2 separate regions of the Zea mays genome follow, and region 1 is linked to region 2. Evidence: chromatin contacts called from public Hi-C data. All regions are on one chromosome and are shown on one strand. The core of a region is the stretch at or near the end of the contact, and the rest is flanking DNA. Distances in the headings are between cores, read along the strand shown.

The links. A called contact is a pair of places that touch in the nucleus more often than the background predicts.
Region 1: a contact with region 2 is called in a Hi-C map of leaf, with 8 times the contacts expected there. The contact joins the enhancer-like site here to the promoter of LOC103640772 in region 2. A contact is called at or near these places in 2 of 25 Hi-C or Micro-C datasets (ear and leaf).

The regions. Positions count from the first base shown.
Region 1 is chr10:5,859,750-5,863,258 of Zm-B73-REFERENCE-NAM-5.0, forward strand. No RefSeq gene overlaps it. Among protein-coding and RNA genes, the nearest start is that of LOC113509065, 48 kb to the left of the region's middle. Within about 2 kb of position 1,387, at least 16 of the 20 cell types and tissues checked have an H3K27ac peak or open chromatin away from gene starts, as enhancers often do. A contact at or near this core is called in ear and leaf, where this site is marked.
Region 2 is chr10:5,675,183-5,678,956 of Zm-B73-REFERENCE-NAM-5.0, forward strand. LOC103640772 (pentatricopeptide repeat-containing protein At5g04780, mitochondrial) reads right to left here and starts at 1,741. Exons shown (of 5, transcript XM_020545970.2): 1 at 1,381-1,741; 2 at 116-234.

The DNA.
Region 1 (3,509 bases), core at 137-2,636, 180 kb after region 2:
GCATCTGTACTGGCTGCAGAAACCTTAATTAGCTTTTTTTTTTCTCTGGATGGATGCATGGATCGACACAGGGGCTAACACAAATCATGCGTGTGCACAGTAGTACACTGATGGATATGCTTGGATCGGATCGACTATCGATTGTGATGCTACTACTAGTTGATGGAATGGAAGAGCTATCAAACGATCAGTGATGATAGTCTAGTTTGCAGTAGTTCATCAGAATTCAAAGGGGAGGGAAAAGATGAACAGCTTACAAATAATACACTAGTACCTAGCTAGTGCACAATTAATGGAGTCTGAGGCTGGAAGCATCGAATTAAAAGCACACTATAAGTTGATGGTCTCTGTCTACTACTGTGACCATGCATGAGCTTCTAGTTCTAGTTCTAATTCTAGCTAGCTGGTATAAATGGAGAGCCCCACAACAAGTGGTGGAGGCTGGAGCCAGCCATCCACCGCCGCAACCAGCCGTCTCATCGTCTTTCCCGCGCGCGAATTGCAGCTGACAGCAATCACCGGTAGTTAGTAGATAGATTGCCTATGTATCCCTGGCCAGCAGGCCTGCTGCCCAAATGATTAGTAGTAGGCTGCGGCCTGCGGTGTGCGGGCCTTGCAAACAGACAGACAGACAGCCTTCTATGTTTGGAAACTGCGCAACGCCTAGCTGTTTTTAAAATCATATTAATTTTATAGTATTTAAAATTTGTTCCAGAATATTTGGTACTCTCAATTTGTAATGCGTAGTTTTTTTTTCTTTTGTGTTAGACCCCGTTTGTTTCGTTAGAATTGAATTTTATTTTAATAATTATAATTTAAACAAATCTAATTAAATTTATATATTTATATATGTAATATATTTGTATATTATCTTAAATCATATGAGATATAGTTATATACTACATTAATGTTATAACGAATCAAGTAGAATAGTGTGATATAAATTGTACATCGAAAAAATAGCATTTAAATCTATATAATCAATTTTCATCTCTCACCTTATAAATTTAAGATAGACTCATAAACTTATATAATAACTTTGGAAAGCGGTGGAATGTTATATTCTAAAAAATAGGCTATTTCAATAATAAAATTACAATTCCTTAAAATAAAAGGAAACAAACAGGGACTTAATGTATTTTAGGACTCTACGGAGGGACTAGACGACTGCAGCCAGGGCTCTCCACCCCGAATGAAGAAGGCGACAACCACAGCTCAACGCATCCAGACGACACGAACGGACACACAGTCGTTGTAGGACGTACTACAGAGCTCGCTAGCTAGCCCGTATCTTTCAGAGGGACACTTTTCTTTGTCTGCAGGCAGAGGCATGATCTTCAGATCTGCGCGTGTACTTTTTTTGCCTGCTAGCTGACGATGACCTACAAGTGCACAGCAGGCAGCGGCGGCGAGAGCCAATGGCGGAGTAGCTCTGGCTATCTGTCACACTAGCACACTGCTGGTGTATTCATTATCCCTGCTACAGTACTTATTAGCCTGTACTACAACCATACTAGCCAACGGAGTATTATTATAGTTAGTTAGTTAGGACGAATAAATTAACACGCCGAATTGTTTGATCGTCCGCGCTCTAACTACGCTCATGCTCGTATATATTACAGTAGCAACCATGCCCATAGAGATATAGACGTTGCAATAGGAGAAAAATAGCTATCGTTATTCATGAAAAAGAAGATTCTCATTGTGATAATGCCCTCCGTTGGCCCCTTTAACGGCAACGGCACCAAAAAAAAAAGATTAGCATTTTATGGCTAAATAGCGACCACGTGAAACTCCACTACCGAGTTTCCTCGTTATGAGAATAAGTAGCCGGGATAATGAATTCAAGCTATACTCCGCCACCAAGCAACTTAAGGATCAATGGTACACGAGCAACCGAAAGGTCACATATTCAACGGCATCTACAACCACTTGTCTATTGCCTGGTCAAGCGGATCAGATGACACCTAGATGCTCCAAGCAACAAAAGATAGCTTCCACAACAGGTCTAGCGAAACTGAATTCAAGCTGGAGCACATGTAGCGCGTACTTAGTATTCAACTAAAGTGATGTGTGCAAGTGCAACATGGTGGCTGCGACTTCGGCGCTGGGAGCAAACAATCCCACCTCAACGTGGTGGCCAATTATAGCTCCGTATCGCCTGATAGTATCGAACCACCAACCCTATTGGTCGCGATAGTGCTACAGTGCAACACGGGGCAAAGGTACAACAATGATCAACAACGAAACCATGCATGGCCAACCAAAAGCTAAGTTAAACAAAATTATATGAGCAGTTCACAAATTGTTGGATTAGAACACCGACCACAACACGAGAAGGCTCCACATATTGGCCGTTAAAAATTGACCAAATAATTCAAAATAAGATGACCCAAAAAACAAGAAAAAAATTGAGGACAGATAGTTTTTTTGATTGATTGAATCAGTATAGCAGGGCATTTTAGCATGTACCACCGAGCTTCCTCGCTACGAGAATAAGTAGCAGGGATAATGAATTCAAGCTACTCCGCCACCAAGCAACTTAAGGATCAATGGTACACAAGCAACCGAAAGGTCACATATTCAACGACATCTACAACCACTTGTCTATTGCCTGGTTAAGCGGATCAGATGACACCTAGATGCTCCAAGCAACAAAAGATAGCTTTCACAGTTGGTCTAGCGAAACTAAATTCAAGCTGGAGCGCATGTGGCACGTTCTTCGTATTCAACCAAAGTGATGTGTGCGGCATGGTGGCTTCGACTTGGCGTTGGGAGCAAACAATCCCACCTCAACGTAGTGGCCGATTATAGCTCCAGCTCTATTGGTTGCGATAGTGCTAGAGTGCAACATAGAGCAAAGGGACAACAACGATCAACAATGAAACCATGGCCAACCAAAAGCTAAGTTAAACAACATTATATGAGCAGTTCACAAATTGTTGGATTAGGACACCGACCACGACACACGAGAAGGCTCCACATGTTGGTCGTTAAAAATTGATCAAATAATTGAAAATAAGATGACCCAGAAAACAAGAAAGAAGTTGAGGATAGATAGTTTTTTATTGATTAAATCAGTATAGCAGGACATTTTAGCATGTACCACCATAAGGTAATGTATTAGCTTTAGTAGGTGACACACTTAGCTAATAAATCTCCCAAAGTAACATGTCTTGTAATTACTCGCCTTGCCTACAATTCTTTCTTTCTTACCATGTGTTTCTAACTTAGATGGTCAACTAGCTAATTGACCGTGCGTTGCAACGGGAATATATAATACCAGTATACTACGATAACTTATATACAAAATGTGTGTTATATTGTTATGAGAAAATATTTCATAATCAATTTGTGATTCTAGCCATACATAAATTTTGTTATTTTAATCTAGTTGTTTCACCACTACATTGCAACCATCAGTATCATGCAGACTTCGATATATGCCACGATTTGTATGGTCTCATCATTGGAGAGCACGTTCCACACATGACGAAAGAATTTTCCTC
Region 2 (3,774 bases), core at 491-2,990:
CACACTGTTTTATAGATTGATGGTTAAACCAAATGCCCATCCAAGCAAGGCAGCTGCCCCAAACTCTCTCAGTTTTACTTTTAGGCAAACTTCACAAAGTGGGATTTGTACTTACAAAAAGGAAGTGGAATTTGCTTGACGCTAAGAGCAGAAAAAATTCTCTGCAGACTGAACTGTGAATGTTTCAGCATGTTTGTCCACCTTCAGAAAATCAGAAACTTTTGCATTGCATCGCTGAAAGAAATAGCAAGTTAATACAAGTAGCAACCTTGTGATACTCATTCACATATCTTCTGCTATCAAATTTACATCCCGTCATAAAAGGAATGCAAGTTTAAAATAAATCAAAATGAGAAAATACACCGGATTTCACTAAAATCTGTACAAATGGTTGAAAATGAAAAAAAACATTTGAAAAAATAAATCAGGAGCTAAACTAATGGAGCTGCAGGTTTAACACCTTTGCGAGCTGAATTTAGCATAGCACTTATATTGTGACACTGAACACTAGTACTCCAGTCATAATAGCCTCATTTTTCATGTCCATTTTCAGTCTTGCAGAATTTGTTTACTGAATAGAATTGTTAGATAACCATAAAATCAGAGGGGCTAGGGCACGACCATTTGGAATGACAGAACAACAGTACCGAAGGATTAAACAATTCAGTGCTTTGCTAACAGTAATATTCTTATTTTCCAGATGAGCTCACCCTGAATCAGGATGGCGTTAAACAGCGTTCCACAAAACACAAGTTAGGGCCTGTTTGGTTCCTTTAGTCACTAGACTAAACTTTAGTCGCTAAAGTACCCCGTTTGGTTTCAGTGACTAAATCGGACTAAAGAGCATTAATCGCTGTGAATAATGACTGTATTACCCTTAATAATTAGTGGATGTTTGTTGCAAGAAAAAAGTGAAGAGAGTAAATAAGTTAAAAATCCTAATTTAGTCCCTTTTAGTCACCCTCTTGGTGACTAAAGATCTAAAGTTTAGGTGACTAAAGATCTAAAGTTTAGTCACCATGTTTGCTTCTTTAGGGACTAAAAGTGACTAAACTTTAGTTACTCCAAACCAAACGGGGCCTTACTTAGAGTTTACCTCAACCAGGCTTCTACAAAAAGAAAAAAAAAACGGACCCAACTCCCATAACGAAAATAAACCACAGGGACTCTGGTCATATGATGCAGAAATTCAGAGGCAATAAGATTGCAAAAGGGGAATGGCAGAGACACGGAGCACACAAAACTGTACTCTACATGCAGCAGCAGGGCATATTTTCAGTCCAGTCCAGCCCTACGTAGCACTGACACTACTATAGCACATCAAATCATCAATTTCGATAATGGGGAAAAAAGTACAGTCAGAGAAGAACCGCTGGCTACCTCTCTCATTATGCGTCATTCCGTCGAACACCCTCGGCGCAGGAGCAGATGTCGCCGCACCCGCCGAGCCAGCACCCGCAGCGGCGCTCGAAGGACGCCGAGATAGCCAGGAAGCGGTTGATCGGAACCAGGCTGCAACACGAACACGGCACACGGGGCCAAAATCTCCGCTGCGACTGCGAGTGACCAGGCGCTAGAGCCTAGCGGCGAGCGACGAGAGGAAATTGCGAAAGCAAATATCGAGCCCGCGGGCTGGTGTGGGAACTCCGGAGTCCGGACTGGGGCATACGGCCCGAAACAGAGCGAGGATTAGCAGCTCAATAGCATGGAGACTCTTCCTTAAAGCCCGAGCACTCATGGCACGTTTCGGCCCATTGTCTGCACGTGTGTTTTGTATTCTGCGGATTGTCGTCTCCCAAAAGGAGGAAAATCTCAAAAACAAGGAATAATTAGATATATACCATTAAAATATTATAACTTTAGATATAAATCATAGACTCTACATGTCATTGACACATGTGAATCCCACATATAAGTAAGATAGTAATGGTATATATCTAAAGTTATAATATTTTAGTAGTAAACTAGTAACAGATCCATATTTCCCCAAAAACAATCTCCAATTTGATTAAATATATACAGAAACTATTAATATATATGATCTTCAGAAAAAATAATACATTAGTCGTCAAATGTTTTTTATGACAAACATAGTGGAAGATATTATCTTATGCAATCCTATGAAGATTTAGAATGTTTTGACTCCTTGGGAAACGAGACTTCCATTCTTTCCTGGATGGAGAAAATATTTGGGTGTGGGTTATCAGATCACCTAAAATTTTAGATCCAGTAATTTAGTTTTTTTCAAAAAAATAGGTCCTTAAATTGATAGCTACAGTTTGTCTTAAAAATAAACAATGAAAAAAATACAGTATATATATTTCAAAACTACCGAGTTCTACCAATATTCAATTGAAAATAAACATAAATGCCAGGTGCCATAAAGTACAAGTATACATTATATATATTAACGGTTAATATATACATTTAGAGTTTATTGGTGGTGAGAAATTGTTTCATTAACAAACCAAACTCTACCATAATATTTTCTGTAAGTTATTACTTTGTATACACCTTGGCATACCAAAATTGGAACCCAACTGTGAGAACTCCATTTTTTATAAAACAGTGCCGTTATACATATGATTCTTGGATAGAAGATAATTCAACATTTTAAGTGTTGCGGTGTAGATTGAAACTATTGTCATGTCACTGTAATATCAAAGAATATAATGTATGGTACGGTCTAGAATCTATTTTAACAAAATATAGTTGACATTTTTAATAGAATATATAATAAGAAGCAAAGTCTAAATTTAATGTGTGGATGAAAAATATGACATTCACTTAGAATTAGAAATTGAGATTCACTAAATATAGATTTGTAATGTCTCAAAAAGATGTAGCAAGGGTTGATATAACTCCGGATAAGGTTTTAGCAAAGTACATATTAAAAATCACTGAATGTATGACGAAATCATATAAAGTATATAAAAATTGTTGTGTTAGATAGAACAATCAATTTTGAGTAGCTATGAGGTATAAATTTATCCACATAGTGTTCAGATGGTGCAATGCATGTAATAGTGTAAGCACATGATTGCTACCCACTTCACTATAAATTGTTGACCCATCAATGGTGGTTTTTAATTTAGAAATATAAAAATGACGTAAGGTTCTAAAAAATCAACGGTGAGGACTCAGGCCACGAATCAGCAATAATATATCACTGTCGATTGTGTTGGCGCCGATCTGGGCGCCAAACACTAGAAAGGACCATCTGGTGGTGCTCTCTGCAGAGGCGCGAACGGTCCGCAGTATAGGACCGGACGGTCCACGACCTGGCACAGGAGCGACTCCTCCTCTGCGTACGTCCGGACGGTCCGCGATGGCGCAGAGAGTCTTCTTCGCAGCAGACCTAGATCTTGCATCTCGGGAGGGACCCCATCGGGAGGAGAGATTGTAGGGTGTGTCTTGGCGTCGGCGGGCCACCCAAGACGTCTCTAGTCGACGTAGAGCCGAAGAGAGATGAAGATTTGAGGTAAAAGAAGGTTAAACTAGAACTACTCCTAATGCATCAGGTAAAAACGAGAAATAGACTTGATTTGATCGATTGTGGGGTGTTCAATTGGTCGTAGTCTTCATCTATATAAAGGAGGAGGCCTGGATGCGCTACAAGTCGTTTCCCGAGCTAATCCCGCGGTTTTAGCTAACAAATCTCGCGAGAAACTCGGAACCCTAACTGATTCTGCGCACGCGCGGACCGTCCGCGCCACCACCGCAAACCGTCTGCGAGGACATTTTGTGTGCTCAACATATGCCCCCTGCCTTTTG